Regions from separate parts of the Mus musculus genome. Here regions 2, 3 and 4 are each linked to region 1. A link is a contact called in public Hi-C and HiChIP or PLAC-seq data. All regions are on one chromosome and are shown on one strand. The core of a region is the stretch at or near the end of the contact, and the rest is flanking DNA. Distances in the headings are between cores, read along the strand shown. Region 1 holds the start of Erbb4 (erb-b2 receptor tyrosine kinase 4). Region 2 overlaps Erbb4 (erb-b2 receptor tyrosine kinase 4). Region 3 overlaps Erbb4 (erb-b2 receptor tyrosine kinase 4). Region 4 overlaps Erbb4 (erb-b2 receptor tyrosine kinase 4).

Region 1 (2,700 bases), core at 154-2,653:
CCCGCCTCGGGCTAAGTCAGTGAGCGCCACCCGCGAGCTCTGCAGCCCGGCAGGGCAGTAAACAGAAGTTTAGGCCAACCCCAAGTTGCACTACTGGAAGAACTCTTCCCAGAGCCAAGTCCAGCATGGGGAGGGAAGGCCGAGCTCTGGACTCAGTATGCCAGGCTCTTTTAGAGAGAGAGAGAGAGAGAGAGAGAGAGAGAGAGAGAGAGAGAGAGAGAGAGAGAGAGAGAGAGAGAGAGAGAGAGAGAGAGAGATCATGCTGGCTGAAGAGTCGCACGCCCAACACACACACACACACACACCCTCTTTCTCGCCCCAAGTCAATCTCAAGACAGCCTAGAGATGCCAACTAAGAAGGCCCAGAGTCCCTGGCCCCCGGCCGAGGCGCGCACCCGGTGCGCTCCAGCTGCCCGGATAGGGCTGGGCGTCCGGTGTGACCCCGCAGGCTACTGGAGACTCGGGCCAGGGACCCTGCGCCAGCATGCTCAGGTGCCAAGCCCGGCTCCCCGGCCGCGCTCCGCCGCAGCCCTGCACCCCGGGGAAGGCCAGCCAGGCTCAGCTCAGGAACCTCCTGGCAGCCCGAAGAGGTGCAGCGATTCTCCGGTTTGGTTTGATTCCCCCCCCCCCCCTTCCCAGCTCGAGAAGGAGGGAACCTCCACTGACGGGCTCAGGTCTCCCACGCCCCGAACAACGGGCGCCACCAGAAGCGATCCCGCTTAGGCTCCCAGAAAACGCGCGAGAAAGAAAGAAGGGGGCTAAAGAGAGGGCGAGAGGGGGGACAATAATATAGAGGGTGGCAGGAAAGCGAAGTCATTTGTAGCATCAATTAAAAACACACGCACGCACACACAAAGGTAAGTTTGGGATGGAGCTAGGGGCGACCCAAGGCAGAAGCCCGGTCCCTAGGGTCCCTGGAGCCTAAGGGTGACAGAGGGGCGAGGGAGAAGGGAAACACCGGAGGCAGTGGCGGGTTCAACAGCTGGAGCGCGACCGGGAACCGCGAGACCGCGACCCACCTGACTGAGAAGCGCTGGGCTGGACGGTCCCCGCTGCCATCAGAAGGCTCCCCCAGACCCAGAGTCCCGTCGCCAGCTTCATTTTTGGCAAGTCTCAGATCCCGCGCTGACAATTACATGTCCAAATACCATAGCCACTTGCGAGCACGCGGAGGAGATCTCCCCCCCTCAGCCGGGAGCGCGTGGGGGGCGCAAGGGGGGCGGGCGCGGCGCGCTTGGTGCACGGGCTTCCCGGGGCCGGAGAGCCAGTCGGCGACGGCGGCGGCTTCCAGGACCCGTGGACCCGCGGACCCGGCAAGGGGCCGCGGAGGAGGGCGCGCGGGTGGGAGTGAGCGCGACTGTGCGGCTGGTGCTCCGAGCACAACGTACAGCTAGTTCCCGGAGTGATCCTCCGCTCGCTCGTTCCCTCCTCACTTTCTCGCTCGCTCGCTCGCTCTCCTCACTGGTTGGTCAACAATAAAAAGAAAGAGGGAATAAAGGCTTCCAAAAAAAGTTGATTGCAAAGAGGCGGCGGGGTTCCGGCCTCTCCCCCCAAAACCGGGCTATGTTCAGCTCTCTCTTCAGTCTCCTTGCACCTCCTGTCCAAATCTGGAGGGAAAAGGAGGGGGTGTTGCTTCTTTGCTTCTCCCCGATCCTGTCCCCCTTTTTTTCCACTGTCAGCTTTCCTCACACTTGTCCAGCCATTGCAGTAATTAAAGCTCCGAACGTCATTTCCAACGCTCCGCGGTCTCCAGCCGCAGCCCCACAGAGAAATTAATAAGAGTCAGAAGAAAGATTTTTGAAAAAGAAAAGAAAAGAAAAGAAAGAAAAAAAAGAGGGGAGTGGGGGGTGGGAATCAAACAACCCTCCACACAACCAGCCAGGCTTTCCTCCGCTGCGCAAGCCCCGCCCCTGCTCTGACCCATGTAGCCACGCCCTCCCCCTAAGGAGAAATCTTATTGGCTCAGACACTCCCCAAAATCCTCTGCCTCTAGAGTTGGAAAAACACCTGTCAGACAGTGGGAGCAGCAGGGTCATGGTAGGAGCTTGGGGAAGCAGGATCTGAGAAGCTCAGTGGAGACCACTGTCTGAAACGCTCCCCTTGGGGCTGCCCCGGCAGAGGCCCTGGACAGCTGGCCCGCTGAGTAGTCAGTCCACCAGAAGGAATGCTTGCTGAACGAATTTTTTGACACAAGAACAGGGCATTTTCTTTATTGCTCCAAGGTGTCAGTCCATACACAGAACCTTCCCTAGAAATAGAAAGTCAACGTTGCTTTGGGAATAAAATATCTTTGTCCCTCGCCATCACCCAGAATATTCCATACTTAGCATACTTAGTACTTTAGAATGGATATTGTAGGTAGCTGGTAGCCTCGCAGGTAAGATGAAATCTTCCAATAGTTTTTTTTTTCCAAATAAGCCATCTCTCCCACCTTCCCAAGATGACATTGGGCCAAACTTAAAAATCCATATTTGTGAAACCACATTCTTTGATTCTGAAATTATGCAAACTCTCTCGTCTGTGCTGTTCGGTCTGAAGGTGTTTAGGAGGTGAGATCTTAGCTGACCTTCGAGCCGTTAGGGCCACGCCATAGCAGGGCCAGCTTGAGGCCCTGCACTTGCCCTCTTTGCAGGGTGTGTGCTTCCAAGGTCATCAACCGCTGTACGACTAAGTTTCTCTAAGTCTAAAATGCCCTGGAAG
Region 2 (2,700 bases), core at 16-2,515, 360 kb before region 1:
TCATCCTTCACTTCTCCATACAGGGAACAATATACTCTTTAAAATAAACTATCCTCGTCATCTTTCTACTAAAACAAAATTCTTGTTCTCTAATCACAGACCTTCTTAACATGGTCTCAAAGAATTTTACACCTTATTTCATAATAAAAGACTTTCAAAACATTTGCACATGAGAGAGAGGGGGGAGAGGGGGGAGAGGAGAGGAGAGGGAAGGGGAGGGAAGGGGAGGGGAGGGGAGGGGAGAGGGAGAGGGAGAGGGAGAGGGAGAGAGACTTATTTACTGAGCTATGCATGCAGGTTTTTTTTTAATATTTCCCTCTGTCTCTGTCTCTCTGTCTCTCTGTCTCTGTCTCTGTCTCTCTGTCTCTCTCTGTCTCTCTGTCTGTCTGTCTCTCTCTCTCTCTCTCTCTCTCTCTCTCTGTGTGTGTGTGTGTGTGTGTGTGTGTGTGTGTGTGTGTGCTTGTGAGTGAATGTACACTCATGTGTGCATGTGTATTACACATATATCAAGGTATCCTGGGAGGCCAGAAGATGGTGTTGTATCCCCAAAGCTGGAGCTACAGGCTGATCCAGATGTGAAGGCTGGAATCCTAACTTTGCTCTTCATAATCAAATGATCTCAATAAGCATTGAGGTATTGCTCCAACCTCTGGGTGATGCGTCTTTAATCTTCTAGCCTAACCGAGTTTTCCTAACACAAATGTTAATCTTTCTAATGTGTCTGTTGGCCATTTTATGTTTCAATCACTAGCTTTGTAACATTTAATGAATTAGAGATGAGTTTAAATGTATGATATGAAACATCAACTATTAATAATAGGGTTGCACATACTGATGTTAACACACTTTAGTTGTCTTCCTGACTTCAAATATATTTGTCCATTTACATTTTACAAAATTTTATATTTTAAAGATAGAAAAGCTAATAGTGATGATTCAATTATTGGAAATAATATTTGTCACCTATATCAGTTTAAATAGTAATATTAACTTCCCATCATCTCTTCAGAGTTCATCCTTGATCCTTTCCTTATGGCTGCCCTCCTCTAAAACACAGACCTAATTTACATTGTAGTATTGTGTTTTCTGTGCAAGTGCTAGGCTCTTAACTTTAATGTAGGTACTGGACTTGACAAGCAATTAAAGCAAACAATTTCCACTCATCAAGGCTTGCCAAATTAGTCATCTGCCATCTGCCCCATCATCTGGTGCTCCTTGAAGTCTTGCTGTGAATCTGGATGCACTTTCTCAGAATCAGAGGGGCAGTGCAAGCCTCCAAGCTGGGGGAGTGCCAGTGGGAGCTAAGTATGTAAACATTAGCAAACATCTTTCTTCCCTAGATCATCCAGCCTTCAACCATCCCCCTGTGTGTAATAAAAACTAGCCTGATCGTGCTGCCTCTTCACTGAGAGACCTTTGCCATCCACTGTAATTAAAGTGGCAGCTTGGGAGACTTTTTGTTCTGTTAGAAATAAATGAAAGAAATATAGATTTAATGTTTTTAATATGTTGCTATGCTCACATTCTAAGGCTTCTATCTTAAGCATCAATAACAACATTCATTAAGAATACACTGTACCATGTCGCTTGCATTAGTGTCAGGCAATATTTCCTTTTCATTCTTTGAATTAGATAAATGTTTATTTGCATAGCAACTCATACGCAGGTTCTAAAGATATTCAGACTCAACACTGACAGGAAACACAAGAAAAAGCAAGAGAAAAACATGCAACTTAAAAATATTTCTTTTATTTTTTGATATTATAGTATGGTTACAACTTCTCCTCTTTCATCTTCCTCCCTCAAATGCTCCTGTGTACCTTGCTTTTTATTTCAAATTCATGTTCTCTTCTTACATTGTTGTTGAAAATGTATATATGCATATATGTCTGTACATGTATATACATTATTTATATACACCTATAAAATATATACATGTATATGTAGATAAATATATGTATGTATATGTGTATGTATGTATATGTGTATATATATGTGTGTATATATATATATATATATATATAACCTGCTCAGTCTATATCATTATATAGATATGATATAGTTATGGAGATCTCTATCATTACTTGTATGCATGTTTTCAGGACTGACAATTTGGTGTTGAAGAATCCATTTGTGTGCTCCTAAACATATTAATTAAAAAACCCATGCCCCTCTTTCTGTAAGAAACTAAAACAGGATTGTATACGTTTAAAAGGTGGCTTTCTACAAGTCAGTAATATACCATGTTGCTAGATGAAATAATCCCAAGCCGAGATACAGGCTCCAGCCAACACATTGTGGCTGTATTTTGTGCCCATTCTAGTTCTGGATCCATTTGCAGAGGATGAACTTGCCTAATTAAAAGTAGAAATCTTAGTTTACCCAAAGTCAAGGCCATCCATCTAAGATGCATGCATATGAGGCAAGGTTGCTTATTCTGGGTGATGTGGTCGTAAGTAAGTAACACCTCTTCCAATCAGTACAAACACTGACAGTGAAGTGAACTCAGCAGACGAGGGGGGACTCCATGGCGTTTTGCCTAAGAACATTTACTGTATCTTCTGAATATTTACATGCAAAATCCAGTCTGGGGCAGCCTTTTAACAAACTAATTTAGACTGTTTTGAAGCAGAGGTTTTCCTTTTATTCATCAAGTAGACAAAAAACACAAAATACTGACATAATATTAACATATACTAC
Region 3 (2,700 bases), core at 51-2,550, 280 kb before region 1:
GAAACAACCAATGAGAATGCAGCGCTGGCTGTTAGCTTGGTTCCAGCCTTAGGAGACTCTGATGACAAAGCCTGGCCAGGCTCTTCCTGTGGCTCCAACCCATGGGAGTGACATAATAAATGTATGTGGTTTTGCATCATTATGCCTTGTGATTCATTACAGAACAACAGAAAACAGACACATTCTTGGGGATTCATAGGATGCCCTGAAAATTAGTTTTCTAGTAAGGACAACTGCATGATTTCAAGGAAAGCTACTATTTCTCATTAATTTCTATCTAATATATTTATATCTAATATCTAAAAATATAATACTGATAACATACTTGTTGAATGAAACAGTACCATACTACTTGTGTTAATCTATGTAAATACATTCCACATTACTTTATTCTCTGAAGAACACAAACTTGGTTTTATATCTATAAAATATGTCAGTACAAGAAACAAAAGACAAATCCAAAGTCTTTAATTTTGAAAATTCAGGAATATAACAGCAGAGAAGTTAAAATTCCTACCGAGTTTCACTGCTATATACTCCCTTTGAGCATCTCTCTGTTAAGAATTAATATTAAGGAATCTAATTCCCACATGAACAATGGTAATAATTTCTAAGGAATATTTCCATTTCACTAACTAGTGGTTATAAGTGGCAATACAGAACAATGTGACCTGTCAAACTAATTAGAATGAAGAATCTATATACAGACAGAACTGGCTCAAACCCTGAAAAGAGTATGTTCTTACTCCTCACTACTCATTCACAGAGGGGATATGTTATAATCCCTTCCATATTCATGAGGGATTAATCTACTCTGAAGAAAGCTTTGTAAGTACATGCCCACATCAGTATTTCTTTCAGCTTGTAGATAATCATGGCCTGGAATGGTCACCTTATACATTAAAATCCAATTCCTTTAAGCTGACTGTCCTCAGAACCAATGAACGTTATTACCTGAGCATGATATTCTGCAGAATAGCATAGCAACATAAAAAAAAACCACCCTGTAAGATAAGCAATCAAGTTTTGAACAGTGATGTGTACTGATAACCATGTCCTTACATTTATCTATAATAAGCCAATAGTTATCAGCCAAGAGTTTTGTAAGATTAAAGCTTGTGGACAAGCTGCAGAATTTAAGTAAAATGCAATGATTACTGTTCAAGGGTGGGAAAGGAACAAAACAAAACAAGTCTTGTGGGAGCTAGCCTTGAATGAAAACCAATGTGCACTCACATAGCATAAATAATAATGAGATTTGTCATGATGAGACTGAATGCTTTGGCAACTTGCTGTCAGAGACAGAGCACATTTGTGGATTTGTGCCAGTCAAGCTGAGCTTAAAGGGCATGTCACAATGTTCAGATCATTTTACATTAATGAAAAGAGTACACAAAAGAGAAACAGATATCCCTAAGTCATTTCCAAACTCAGTCAAGCAATGGCAAAACACCCTCTCCCAACTCCAATCCCTTAAACTGCAAGACATTATTTCAACTAGTTTCCCAATATAAAAATATAAATCCCCATTCAAATGCTTACATAAATGATTTCCGTTGCAGATCTTGTTTAATAAATGTCAAGGACGGTGGGAAAAGTGTTACTTTAAGAGAAAAGAAAAGTCAACATATATTTTAATTAAGTTTTCTTAGATAACGCTACTGAGGCTGATTTTAACACTGGAAAGTGAAAATGGCTTCAGAGAGAACTCACACTGGACAAGCCCATTACACTATGATGTATATTAGTGTTTGATATATAGCAGGAGAGGAAATAATTCATGATTAATATCTCATAATTCCAATAGACTAATGAGCCTTCAAGATCTTCTGTGGACACTTGGATTCACATACCCGCTCACCAAGAACATTGGGATGAAGTTATTAGTCTAGTAGTGCTAGGGATTAAAATACTAACAGAGAAAAAAAGCAGATAGTATAGTTTTCTTCCTTTGGAAGCTACATTCTGGAGTGTATAGTTAGACTCCATCTCAAAACAAAACAAAAAATAAATGAAGGAATGGAGGGAGAGAAGGAGAGGGAGGGGTGAGAAAGGATGGAAGGAAGGAAGAAAGGGAGGGAGGGAGGGAGGGAGGGAGGGAGGAAGGAAGGAAGGAAGGAAGGAAGGAAGGAAGGAAGGAAGGAAGGAAGGAAGGAAGGAAGGAAATTTAAGGGGAGAATGACTGGATATTAAAGTAAGAGTAGAAAATGTACCAAGGTAGGTGATGTTGGCAAGATGCAAGATTGGAAATCAAACAAATTTCTAAGAACGCTGTATAGAAAGTACAGTGGTTAGTTCATTTCAGAGTTTCTTTCTAACAGCACTGGTTGGAAACATAGAAATAATGCATGGAACAGGGTAATTCTAATGTCCTTAGAATGATAATTTAGTTAAAGGTGATAAATAATGAAGTCATTTAAATCACAAGTGATTCTGCAATGGAAAAATAAGGAGAGACACTCTATGTGTGTAAGCCCTTGAGATTAGGTGTCTGAATTGGTACACCCTTGGCAGTAACTAGATTGAAAGTGTCTTCCATATTCATGACTCAAGCCACTGGCTCAGCAGACATTCAATAAGAGAGGAAAAGCATGTGAGGAAGGAAGAAACCACAGAAGAGCTTTAAGACCATTTCCTAAAACTCAAATAGAATGCAACTGTCAACAGAAATCAGAATATGGACCATAAAACAAAAATGAA
Region 4 (2,700 bases), core at 23-2,522, 330 kb before region 1:
TTTCACATGGATAAATTCTACAATTCTTAGAGAATCACAATACTAATCCTTTTCTACAACTTCTTTGTAGACAAGAGAAAACAATGATATGCCCTATACGTTGAGAATGGAAAGATAAGGAAAGAGTTTCTTATTAACCATCTGACTCTAATGTTCTCACCCATTGCACTATATGACAATAAAAATTCACTAAGGAAAAACACATGAACAAAACAAACTTATGTGTTTGCATTGGTGAAGAGTGAAAACTTAGGAATAAAAATTGTTCTATTCATAGAGCCTCATGCCAATAACAATTGACATACAAACTATAAATTCCTCATGATTCTTTGTTTCCACTTTCTTGCATTTCATAAGATGCAATGCCAAATGGTATAATACAGGTCAAAGAGAATTCTTAAATGTGATAAAAAATGTAAGAGTTCACTTATTTTTAGAAAAAAACCCTATAAATTTGCAGAGCAGTAAAAGCTGTATTATATACCATAACATTATTTTATTTTTTTTAAAGGCATTATCTAACATTATGCCACAGACTGACCTGGAACTCACTACATAAACCTGGCTAGTCATAAAATCATGACAATCTTCCTTTCTTAGCCTGCCAAGTGATAGTATTACATATGTGAGAGATCATAACTGGCTACAGATTCCATGGAGCCAAAAACTAGACTTTTACATTATATGCAGTAATGTGTTTGTGGGAAATACAATTATTTATACAGATATTTGTTAAATATACAAAAATATGAATGCTAATTTTATAAGCATTGTATTTCTGTAAGCTGATGACATGACTGCTCCATGGCATAGTTAAGGGAAGGGTTTTTGTTGTATTTGTGAAAGAGAACAGCCAGATCTGTTAAGTGTCCAGAGTAGAGCGAGAAAGAAGTATAATGAACATGACCAGCAGACTGAACATGCCCAGGCCTATCTGTGAGAGAGGGAAGAATAGCAGACAAGAGAGAATAGAGAAAACATGGTGAGAGAAGCAAGAACAGAGCAGAGTGATGAGGAGGGGAAGGAGTATGGGAAGGGAGAGGGAGGGGGTCAGAAACAGAAAGAGAGAAAGACAGCAAGAGCATAAAAGAGTAGTAGAGTTATAAGGAGCCTGTGTAGCTGTGGATAGGGAAATCCATTGAGCTAGAGGGAATTTAGAGCAGTAGTAGGGTGAGGACAGGAGGGAGGCGGGGAATGCTAGAAGGGCTAAATACTAGCAAGGACTTTGGAATGTGTACCAAGTACTTGTGATACTGAGGAAGCCTGGAGACCATCAGGAGCTTTGATATGCTAATAGGCACTCCAGGTAGCCATGTGTCCCTCCTGACACATAGAGGTTACCTAAATGACTCCTTTTTGGTAGAGAGAGCCAGCTTCATTAGTTCCTGAGGAATGCTGGCTTTTATCTAAGTACCAACAATCTACCTATAGTCCAGGATGAGTTCATTTATTGATATATGGACTACCTTGGGAGGTTTCTGTCAGTGGGGTTTCCTTTGAACCTAACGTTAATATTAAGTATAATGTGCAATACAAATGTGGTACTGCCAGTTTGACACAATGTCAATGCAAACTGCAGGTGGCAGATATATCTTTCCAGTGTGCTCCATTTTGAAGCTCCACATTTCCACGGGAGAGAAAGTAACACCGTGATTTACTTTCTGATTTAGTGAATTATGCAATCCATTACTTTGAAATTCAAAAACAACCGTTTTATAGCACCAAGCACACAGTAGCTCTTTGCTAGTTTCACAGGCGTTCTCAAAAGGTTTCTCTTTTTATTTCTTTCTGGTCTGTGAGGGCAGGAATGCCAAACATTCCAGTCTATCAGCAAAAAAAAAAAAAAAAACCAACCTACAAACTAGGCAGGAATTCAGCTGAGCTCATTCTGATGGAATCTCAGAGCTAGAGAATCTCTTACCCATTAGAAAAGAACCAAGATCAATTCTCCAGCAAGGTTATGTCTCTTTCCCCTTTTCTGTCATATTTAACAGCAGTGTTTTGAGACAAACAGGCAGCTTTAGGTATTGTGTAGGTACCCTTCATTCTCAATGACTTTTTTTTCCCTTTTCATTTCTCCACCGATCCCATAACTGTAGTTCGCAGGTCTTTTTCTTTTTATACAATATTAAAATCCAAAAGCTCAGTGCCACCATCAGAATGACTGATGAAAAGGATTTCAAGTTAAACCCAGTACTGCTTTCCATTAAGTTAACTGGTTCACTGCTGTGAAGCCCAGAGGCCTATGCTGGGATTCTATCACACCTTCAACCGAACTCTCAGACTCAGGGATAAAAGATGATGTTCTGCTTTGAAAAGTTTTCAGCAGCCAGTAGATGAACCATAAAGTAATGAAGGGTTTAAGCTGAGCAGTACATGCTGATATAATGTGAAGAGGCATACGAAAACAGCCCTTCATTCAGCACCCAGACTGCTTGCTCCTGGGACTCTATCACAGAAGTCGGTAAGCAAGCCAGACATTATTGCTTTTGTGCAGCTTTCAACCCTTTATGTATGTATGCCATGTTTTCACCATGACGCCTATTTACCTTACACACCAGATATTATTAGATAAAAAAGCTTAATATGTGATATATCCCAGGGGTGAAGTCTTGACTCATGTCTCATGTTGAGTTGTCCTGTTCACTACAATTAACCACTAGCCAAGTGTGAATTAGCATATGGTTAGACTGGAGTACT

Evidence for each region. A called contact is a pair of places that touch in the nucleus more often than the background predicts. HiChIP or PLAC-seq counts read pairs in DNA pulled down with a chosen protein or histone mark.
Region 2: a contact with region 1 is called in a Hi-C map of cerebellum, with 2.2 times the contacts expected there. The contact joins the enhancer-like site here to the promoter of Erbb4 in region 1. A contact is called at or near these places in 5 of 39 promoter capture datasets (cranial neural crest, embryonic stem cells, hippocampal neurons and 1 more), 4 of 484 Hi-C or Micro-C datasets (cerebellar granule neurons, cerebellum and embryonic stem cells), 12 of 115 datasets of contacts at active chromatin or transcription factors (cardiomyocytes, embryonic basal ganglia, embryonic hindbrain and 6 more) and 1 of 9 other capture datasets (embryonic stem cells).
Region 3: a Hi-C map of cerebellum shows a contact between it and region 1, with 2.2 times the contacts expected there. The contact joins the enhancer-like site here to the promoter of Erbb4 in region 1. A contact is called at or near these places in 2 of 39 promoter capture datasets (liver and pre-B cells), 3 of 484 Hi-C or Micro-C datasets (cerebellar granule neurons and cerebellum) and 6 of 115 datasets of contacts at active chromatin or transcription factors (heart atrium, hepatocytes, kidney and 3 more).
Region 4: a contact with region 1 is called in an H3K4me3 HiChIP or PLAC-seq map of neural progenitor cells, with 34 read pairs. The contact joins the enhancer-like site here to the promoter of Erbb4 in region 1. A contact is called at or near these places in 2 of 39 promoter capture datasets (both in liver), 11 of 484 Hi-C or Micro-C datasets (the HL-1 cell line, the Patski cell line, Sertoli cells and 7 more), 13 of 115 datasets of contacts at active chromatin or transcription factors (astrocytes, cardiomyocytes, embryonic hindbrain and 8 more) and 1 of 9 other capture datasets (embryonic stem cells).

What each region holds. Positions count from the first base shown.
Region 1 is chr1:69,106,656-69,109,355 of GRCm38.p6, forward strand. It overlaps Erbb4 (erb-b2 receptor tyrosine kinase 4), which reads right to left and starts at 1,404. Exons shown (of 27, transcript NM_010154.2): 1 at 1,020-1,404. The coding sequence starts at 1,101.
Region 2 is chr1:68,747,951-68,750,650 of GRCm38.p6, forward strand. All of the region lies in intron 1 of Erbb4 (erb-b2 receptor tyrosine kinase 4), which reads right to left. Among named protein-coding and RNA genes, the nearest start is that of Gm51744, 210 kb to the right of the region's middle. Within about 2 kb of position 1,266, at least 7 of the 459 cell types and tissues checked have an H3K27ac peak or open chromatin away from gene starts, as enhancers often do. A contact at or near this core is called in cerebellum, embryonic basal ganglia and neural tube, where this site is marked.
Region 3 is chr1:68,831,006-68,833,705 of GRCm38.p6, forward strand. All of the region lies in intron 1 of Erbb4 (erb-b2 receptor tyrosine kinase 4), which reads right to left. Among named protein-coding and RNA genes, the nearest start is that of Gm51744, 120 kb to the right of the region's middle. Within about 2 kb of position 1,301, at least 3 of the 459 cell types and tissues checked have an H3K27ac peak or open chromatin away from gene starts, as enhancers often do. A contact at or near this core is called in cerebellum, where this site is marked.
Region 4 is chr1:68,779,004-68,781,703 of GRCm38.p6, forward strand. All of the region lies in intron 1 of Erbb4 (erb-b2 receptor tyrosine kinase 4), which reads right to left. Among named protein-coding and RNA genes, the nearest start is that of Gm51744, 180 kb to the right of the region's middle. Within about 2 kb of position 1,273, at least 31 of the 459 cell types and tissues checked have an H3K27ac peak or open chromatin away from gene starts, as enhancers often do. A contact at or near this core is called in Sertoli cells, neural progenitor cells and stem cell-derived neural progenitor cells, where this site is marked.